Linked DNA regions of Mus musculus: region 1 is linked to region 2. A link is a contact called in public HiCAR-type data. All regions are on one chromosome and are shown on one strand. Each heading gives the region's core, a stretch centred on a gene start, on an enhancer-like site or on the middle of the called end of the contact. The rest is flanking DNA. Distances are from core to core; before and after follow the strand shown.

What was found. HiCAR-type assays count read pairs that join an accessible place to other places.
Region 1: a contact with region 2 is called in a HiCAR-type map of kidney, with 4 times the contacts expected there. The contact joins two enhancer-like sites. A contact is called at or near these places in 1 of 39 promoter capture datasets (the 3T3-L1 cell line), 1 of 484 Hi-C or Micro-C datasets (nephron progenitors), 6 of 115 datasets of contacts at active chromatin or transcription factors (the NIH/3T3 cell line, embryonic hindbrain, embryonic limb bud and 3 more) and 1 of 9 other capture datasets (adipose tissue).

Annotation. Positions count from the first base shown.
Region 1 is chr13:71,955,050-71,959,512 of GRCm38.p6, forward strand. It overlaps Irx1 (Iroquois homeobox 1), which reads right to left. Exons shown (of 4, transcript NM_010573.2): 2 at 4,201-4,463; 3 at 3,852-3,924; 4 at 3,183-3,624. The coding sequence ends at 3,567. Among named protein-coding and RNA genes, the nearest start is that of Irx1, 6.4 kb to the right of the region's middle. Within about 2 kb of position 1,597, at least 12 of the 459 cell types and tissues checked have an H3K27ac peak or open chromatin away from gene starts, as enhancers often do. A contact at or near this core is called in kidney, where this site is marked.
Region 2 is chr13:71,270,414-71,274,988 of GRCm38.p6, forward strand. No RefSeq gene overlaps it. Among named protein-coding and RNA genes, the nearest start is that of Gm40998, 120 kb to the right of the region's middle. Within about 2 kb of position 1,893, at least 25 of the 459 cell types and tissues checked have an H3K27ac peak or open chromatin away from gene starts, as enhancers often do. A contact at or near this core is called in kidney, where this site is marked.

The sequences.
Region 1 (4,463 bases), core at 347-2,846, 680 kb after region 2:
CTCATTCTCTGCCTAAGTCTGAACCAAAGGACAACTGGAGCTCAGCAGGGCGTGATTCATCGGTGGCGCCCTTCTGAGCCAAGACCCGTATTACATTAATCAGTTTCACACCACTATAATGGAGATATGAATATGAATTCTCCATATTGCAGGGAGATAAATGTGCTTTTATATAATGGATCAAGAAAAGGGGGCTGGATGGGGAAGCAGGGTGACTGGGTAAGTTCCATCAGGTCAGCCAAGGGGAGCGATGTGATGCTCACCCCACAGGAGATGTGCTGGGCACTGAAGCATGGGGCCCTAGACTAGAGTCGTTTCTCACCCTTCCATGTCCTTTGTAAACTTCCAAAGAAGCTCAGAGAGAGACAGTCTGGGCAGGATACTGAATGTCCTTCTCAAAGGGAGGAAGGGTATTCTATGCAGAGGCCACCAGTTCTATGTGGAGTCCCATCCCCACACCCAGCTCCCCCCTTCCGATCTCAGAGTTGTCCCCACACTGGGGATGACACCTGGGACAAGGTGTTGCTAGAAGTGCCCTGCACAGGCAAAAACTTCCCAAGGAACATTTGTGGCTCTCATGGTAGATGTCGGTATCTCTAAGTTCTCTGAGACCATGTTTTGTTTTGTTTTGTTTTCAAAAGGTTAAGTTCCCAGCACCCAGGGCCCATCAGGGCACAACAATATATTTGTACACGTGTAGCAGCTGTAGAGGAAGATGTGAACAAACAATGCAAAACAATGCTTTGGGGCTTGATTAAAAAAAATTTTTTTTTTAACTTTTCACTGAAGAAAAGCAGTTCTGACAGAGATCTGACCTGTGTACTGTCATGGCTGATTCTCAGGAGAAGGACTCCTCCGGCTGCCCAGTTCTACCTTCTAGACTACTAGACTCCTATATTACTGGGATTCTGTCAGTGAGGCACAAGCTAGTTCAATGGCTGCACATGCTGGCAGAGCACCTCAAATGTATTTTGCAAGGGACAAAAGGAGACAGAAGGGAGGTACTTGGGCAATGACTAGATTCAGAGATGTGAAAAGAAGACCTTACCTGCCTGAGCTGAAGGAGTCCACCAGAGTTCAGCTGCAGCTTCCCACAGTCACCCAGAACAAATCTCCCAGCAGACATTTTGAAGGTCTGAGTAGCGTGCCAGCATGCCTGGCTATCCCATTCCTCATTTCAGATACAAGGCATGGTTGGTTAGGTTTCTTCAGAGATGCTGTTTCATCAGGGAACCCACTCCAGAGCCTCTGGGTTGAGGGTCCAGAGACAGGAGGCTCCACACAACTTCAACAAGGGTGTTGTAAAAGGGTACTTTTGACTTAGCAAACTTCATCAGGACAGAGAAAGCACAGCTTACAGTCCAGAGCCCACTTTTGCCTCCAAATGCCAGTGGCCTGGCAGGCCCCCAGACACACACCGCACACATGCTCACACACATGATTGATCCCAGGAACAAGCACTAAGCCTTGTCACTACAAATCCATGCTTTTGCCTAGGGAGTCCCAAAGCCTAACTGTCCCAGAGTTTCAAGGAGCCCCAGAAACATCACCAGCAGGGGTCAAGGTCCCATTCTGCTTTCGGACCATAGAGGGCGCTTCGAGCATGTCCATTCAGACCTCGGAGCTCCCACCAGCTTAGCAGAGGGCGTCTATGGGACCCAAGTCTACCTAGCTGGACTGCCCAACTCCTTAGCTGCTTTGCGAACTGACTCGTGACCCCACGTGTGGTACACTTTCTTGCCTTGGCAGCATCTGCGAATCTCTCTCTCTCTCTCACTCTCTCTCTCCAGTCTGGAGGTTCAGAAATCCAATCCTTACTCAACCTGAGACAAGAGTGGGAAGAATTGAGAAGAGGGAGCATGCCCTGAGTGCAGTGTGGCCCCAGCAGTGCACGGGGTGCCTGCTGGTCCTTGATGCTAGCAAGTAGCGGTGGTCAAAGGCACATGGTCTTCCCCTGGGTGTGCAGGGGGGCGCGCGCGCACACACACACACACACACACTCCACACACCAACACCATGACTCTTATGGGCAGCCCGGGGAGAGAGCAAGTTTCCTGGCAGCTGGGAAGAGCGGAGCCTAAACTGGGGAGAGACTGCCCAACTTTGTCCCCATTTAGCTTGTTTTCCCCACAGTTTACATCGTCTTAGGAAGTTTTACTATTTGCTTGCGCAGTCCTCATGAATCCCAATCCGGTAGCCATCATAGTCCTAAAAGTCCTGGCTCTGGTTTGGCGGAGTCTTCCGCTCTGCTGAAAAGTGCGCAGGCGACTGGCTGGTAAGCCGCAAAGGAGTGGTGGGACTCCTAACTCTCCACTGTGGTTTTCAAAACTGCTTGCTGGCCGGTGCGGTACCGAGCTATCGCCTTCCCTCATTGTTGCTACAGTGCTCCTCAGCCTTCTCCGGCAAGACTGAGGGACTATTAGTTCAGGCTTCTTCAGCTGATGTACGCACAGTCGCAGATCGTCCTACCCGGGTTTAAAGATGCGCCCTAGGCAACCCCTTCACTACAATCACCACTCACTCCCCACCCCGTAGCGCACCTTTTCTCTGAAGCCACTTCTGAATCTTGAATCGCAAACCCAGGGAACCCCGGAACTCGGAACCAAACCCTATGTCGCTCATCTATATGAGAATATTTTTTAAAGAACCTTCCGTTTTCTCCTCTTTACACTTAAACAACTGACTAAGCACACTGTGAGCAATATTTCATACTCCATTACGTCCACGCTCTGACTAGAAAACGACCCTCCTCTAAAACGCATCGCTCACACAACTAGTGAGTAATTGATTTCGAGCCCGAAGTTCCCCTTTGGGAGTGTGATTGAAAATTCTCTTCATTTCCCCCCATTTTGATCCACTTTAAAACATCGGTTTTGTAAACTGTCTAAAATTGAACGCATTTATGTACTTAAAAAGGCTGCTCCAGATAAACGCTTGTCTAAGCGTGGCAAAGATTTACACTGCCAACAAGAAGCTGGCCTAGGAGCAAAACGAACAAATTCAACCACTACCATCACGGACTGTGCGCCTGACACTCGGTGGAAACACTGTTCCAAGACCCTTCTCCCAAAAGAGTCTGGCGAAACCATAGCCCCTGAACTGTGCCCAGGATTTCAAGATCGCAAACATCATGGCCTCCCCCAAAACGCAGGAGGACAGGGACAAACAGCTGTAGCCGCGTGGACATCGTTTCATTTAGTTTATTAGACAAAAATATATGATTTAAACAAGTTCGCTGACGCGCTATTTACAATCTGAAATCACGCTATATACAGAAAGGGGAAAAAAGAAACAAAGAAGACACAAACACAGAAGTGGGAGGGGGGCATTTACCGAATCGGATAATCAATCCGAGCGGCAGGCTGAGCCTTACTCCCCCCTTCCCAAGCGCTTAGGCAGGATGAGCCCCTTTCTGCAGAGAGCGATGTGTGAGAATCACTGACGCTGCCGTCACGTTTGTCCTTTACACAAGTCTCAAATATTTGTCTTAATTCTTCCCTCGTCTCCTCCCCCCCAACCCCTCCCCCTCCCCTCCCCCCGCAAAAGTAAAAGATGACCCCCCTTAATCAGGCAGACGGGAGGGCTGCGAGGATCCGAGGCGTTCCCTCCTGCGGGGCCAGCGAGCTGTATGAGAAACAGCAAGAAGACACCAGCAATGAGTAAACAGATCCAGCGCCACCGAGCCCCAGCCTCTTCGGGCAGAGCCCGGGCTAGAGCTAGACCGCCTCCCAACAGTCTCCCTGCTCCAGAGAACTGGAGCAAGCTAGGCGGGTAGTGCTCTCCAATTAGGACTTTAGGACCCTCACCGCTACTTCCATCCCGCCCCAGGGCAAAAGCTAAAAAGCACTCACTTGTCGCGCACCGGCTGGAAGGGCGACTTTAACTGTTGTGGGGGCGAATCCGGTCTGGTGACTAGGTCTCTCTCTGCAAGGAAAGAGATTTGCAAGATTAGGAAAAGGGTTAGGTAGTGGGGTGTTCAGGTTGGAAGGGTTTCTATGCCCAGATTCATATTTCCTGTGACCAATGTCTACCCTTATACCTCCGTGGAACAAGCCCTTGGATACAGCTCAGTGCCTCGGTGAGACCTAGGCCTAGCTACTACATTAAGCCTCCCCTACCCACCACCACTATCACTCACTCATCTCTAGGTCTCTGTATGTCCCAGACCAAATAAGTAGATGCGACCTTTTGGCTCGGTACCTGGAAGTGCAGGACTGCTGCGTGCGGAGGCCTTCTCACCATGGAGCACCCCGGTGGCAACCTGGACTGGCGGCTGTGGAGGTGGTGGTGCTGTCAGGTGTGGGCCGTGAGGTGCTGCATGCGGCGCGCTGACGCCCAGGAAAGATCGCATGTTCAGCAGCGAGCCCTGTGCTAGGAACGCGCCGTTGGTCCAGTTGGAAAACTTGCCTATGTGACAGGTGTACAGTCCGTGGCTGGGTAGAAAGGCCGGGTGTTGCAGGGGT
Region 2 (4,575 bases), core at 643-3,142:
GGCGGTGGGAATGTCGTAGTACTGGTTCCAGAGGAGACCCAGGTGAGTAAGCAGTGAGGTGATTTAGGGCGTCATCCATCACTTCCTGCCTGTCATTTAAGCAGGCCATCTATATGCATGGTGGGACCACGAGGGGAGGCAGGAGGCCTGATTTATGGGTGAGGGCAAACACCTGTGGGTCCAGCAGCTCAGAAATTAGCCACAAGTAGCATATTAGTGGAGCCCATCAGGCACGGTTCAGGATCTCAGGCTCTTGATTTGCCCATAAATAAGTTTCTACATGGCTACCCCGAGGCCTCCTGGTGATTAACGGCCTTGACCTAACAGTGGAATACACAGATTGAGCAGCACAGTGGGGCTTGCAGGTGCACACTGTAATCACACCATCTCAAACTTGACTGTCCCTGGGTTGAAAGGGCTGCAACGGAGGGGGGATCCTGTTAAGGCGGCTTATCAGAAGTAACAATTTACCTTTCAGTCTCCAACCCTGTCATTACATTGACAACCTTGTAGCAGCTGCCCCATAACTACTTATCAACCATAAAACATTTTCTCCTTTGGTGCCCAGTGTAGATGTGCATAGAACCTGTAACTACAGCCACACCTACTACGGCTTGATGTTTTGATGTTTTCCTATATCCTTTTGTATCGGGGAGACTTTTTCATAGTTTATTATGCATTAATGTTTATCTGGAATATTTCTTCACATTATGTTCCATTTTTAGTCTAGTCTAATCTTAGCTTTATGGAACATATGAGGATCAGAGTAGGATAAGGACATACCTGATATACTGTTAATAAAATGTCCATGCCAGGGGTGACACGTCTGTCTCTATTCGGTGAAAACAGAAAGGAAATTGGATAAGACAGAGAAGGATGTACTAGGATCCTTTGGAAGTCTGAGATTTAAGGGAAGGAATTTACATAAGCGCTGAGGGTCAGACAATTCATCTAGACCAGTGGTTCTCAAGGTCTTCAGTGCTGCGACCCTTTAATAAAGTTCCTCATGTTGTGGTTAACACCCATCAAAAAATTAATTTTGTTGCTACCTCATAACTGCAATTTTGCTACTGTTATGAATCATAATGAAAACACTTGTTTTCCAGTGGTCTCAGGTGACTTCTGTGAAGAGGTCATTCAACACCTCACAGAAGTCATGACCCACAGGTTGAGGACGGCTGATCTGGAAGGCATTGAAAAGGTGCAAACAAATATAATGATGCCAGAGGAGCCTACACTTCACCAGGAAAACCAATACTATTTCATATTATTCATGAGTTTTCTGGACTCCTAGCCCGTTTTATGCTTTAGATGTATCTCCTAAAATTCTTACATAACATCAGTTATGTTAAGAGAGGTGGAACGATGACAGATTCCATCATCTCCTCCTGTTGACGCTGGATCTATCATTTTAAACTTTGCCAGCAAAGTTAAAAACATCTCCAAGCTGCTTACAAACACCAACTCTAAAGGCACATTGGACGCGTTAGTACATTTAGCTCCATAGAAGGAGGGAGCAGATGGGCTTCCAGAGCACATGGGTGGCATGTGTGATTGATGTCTGAGAGTTAAGGGAGAGGAACGACTCAAAGCCTGTTGGAAAAGTGAAACTTTACCTGAAGGGTTTGGTAAACAGACCCAGAGACTTCAGAGCCAAAGGGAACAGAAGTCAGGGGGCTGAGTTAGGCGCCTGGGGACAGTGCCACCACTTCTGGGAAAAGCAAGTTAAGAGGTTAGTGAGAGATAGTCAACTAAGTAAGTGTATTTCCATTTGTAAGTTAATAAATTCAAGAGAAACCCAGCTGAGATCTGAATGCTCAGCCTGCTCAGGGTGAGAGTTACATTTTAAACCAAACAGGGCTCCATCAATGATGGCCCTTAAGGCAGGCAGTGTCCCATGAATTGCAAATGCTGAGGCTAATAGCTTTCCCAGGAGTTTGCTTCCTGTTAGGGCCCTTCCATGCCTTCATCCACTTAAGTGTGGAAAAGCCTTGCAGTTGTGAGCTCAGAGCTCAGTGCAGAGTGTTTTCCACATTACTGCTAATATGGAAAAAGCACAGGTATGGCGTCTGTGTTGTTTATCATAATATCCACGGTAGTTAACTGCCTGTCACCTTTGCCCCTTGCCACTCTTCTCTTCTCTGAGCTCCTAACCCTGCCCGTGCCTTTCCAATAGTGCCAGAGTCAAGGAGAGCATCCTGGTGAGTCCGCTGGCCTCTCTCCAGGACTATGACTGCTCCCTTTCAATGAGTAATCCAAATACCAATGTCCCATGACAGAACAGAGACTAAAGAAAGCCAACTGGATTAGATGCCTTTCTCACTACTGTGATACAACATACCCAACACGCAACTTAAGGGGAAAGTTCTGAGTTTGGCTCAGGGTCTGAGGAGATGTAGGCAGTCAGGTGGGAAGATGCATCAGGGCAGGAGCTGGTCACACCTGAGTGGATCAGGAGGCAGACAGGTGGCTGGAAGCAGGTGCTGTCCTCTCAAACTTACTTCTTGCAGCTATACCCCCCTCTCAAACAATGCCAGCATCTAGGAACTAAGTATGCAAGCATAGGAGCTGATGACTCGGTCTCCTCTGATCTTGGGCTTGTAAACCATTGTATAGTAAAGACAGGCTAGGTGCCTTGCTGTTTATGCCTTAATCTGTTTCATAAGGATTGGTCTGTAACCTTAACTATAAATGGTTTTGTGCTGCCAGTTCCCTGAAATGGCAACCATGCCTTTGTTGCAAATGGTTATTATGACCACCTGTTGTTCTGACTACCTTGGTATGATTACCTTGTTATAACCAACTTGCAACAATGTCTTTGTTTCACAAGAGGTTGTTACAGCCAAGTTGTTATACTCTGCTTGTTATACTCAGTTAGGCCCTGCTTATTGGCCTGCCAAATCTCCCATTTTGAAACCCCTTACCCCTGAGCTATTAAAAGAACCTGTATTTTGACCACGTCAGGTGTTAACCTTTTGAACCCCAACTTCAGGGGAGGCAGTATGTGCACACAAATAAAAAAACCTTACTTTCATGAATGTGTCCATGATGATGCATGTTGGTGATCTTTCTCCTCACATCTTTTGGATTCACAGAACCCGTTGGTGACATTTCAAATTTCACGGTAATATTAATCATCCTGAAGTAATCATCACCCTTCTTAAAATTAGCATTAGGTCTCAGCGTTCGTGTTGAGTAATCTTTTCTCATGGACTTTAAGGTGTGGCAGGACACTTTTAGGTCACCATGACTAACAGTGTGTGAAACATATTCACCTTTGTTCCCCAATGCACCATTCAGTCCTTTTGCTGGGAGCAAGTTGCTCAAGCAAGTGACATTTTCTGTGTTGACATCTTGAGTCCTTGAGTCACCACCAGGAAGGGAGCTACTACTGTGGACTAGCAGGCCCACACCGTAACAGCACACCAGCTGTTTGGGCAAGTCATTGAGGAGTTGGATATGTTTTGTGTGTGTGTGTGTGTGTGTGTGTGTGTGTGTGTGTGTGTGTATCGGCAAACAGTGCCCCTGAGGTTTAAAGGACTGGGTGCCGAGTATGCAGCTGAGCAGGCATGGAGATTACCTGGGAAGTTTCTCCACAAAGAAAAACAAGCTTGGGTAAAGAAGCTCTTTTCATTTCTCCAGTGAAGAAAATAGATGTTTTGTGCTGTGGTGTGGTTTTTTGTTGTTGTTGTTGTGTTCTTGTTTTTGTTTTGTCTTGTTTTTCCCAACTCAGCATTTTCAATCTGACGTTTTCAAGTGGAGGTAATCATAACTGAATCCCCTTAAGGTTTTCTGTTCCTGTCTCAGGAGGATTATTCTGGGATGGTCACTAACATGAACTGGGTTCAACTCTGTGTATAGTTTTATATGCTCTGGTTGGGAAGATCGTCATTTCCCCATCAAAGCCATTGGAACAAAACAAAGCTTGTCTGCCAGGAATGCTAACAGGAAGAAAATGAGGAAAGGCCTCAGTGCTGTTGCAAACGGCCAGGTTCCTGGGAGATTAACTTTAGTTGACAGTGCTTTCAATTCATTCCTAATCAATATATGTCATCTTTATTGAGGAGCCACACTATAGAAGAATAGGGAAAAATAATTTCAGCACTGTTTCCTTCCCAGAGTTGAAAGGAACTGATGTTTATTGTGAGCATGACAGTTAGAGTGGTTGGCAGTGCAAATCACCAAAAAAAAAAAAAAAAAAAAAAAAAAAAACCACACGGTGCGGACTCTTCCAGCACAGAGTCGGAAGAAAGGTTTTACACTCATTTGGACCCCATAAAGAGAAGGACACACAACATTGCTATAGCAACAACCCCGCTGACATGGCATGAAAGGGTGGTCCTCACTGAGGAAGCCCACTCACATAGCCACTCTCCTACTTTTCCATCCATCCATCCATCCATCCATCCATCCATCCATCTGTCTTCTTGTTCATTCATCTGGCCTTACTCTCCACCCATCATCTCTTCCTTTGCCTGGGCCCAGTCATGCTTTTATCACTGAAACTTCCATATTGCAGTGCCTTGCTTCAGAAGCTCAGGTCTGACTCTGTAGCCTGACCCTCTGAAGCACCAG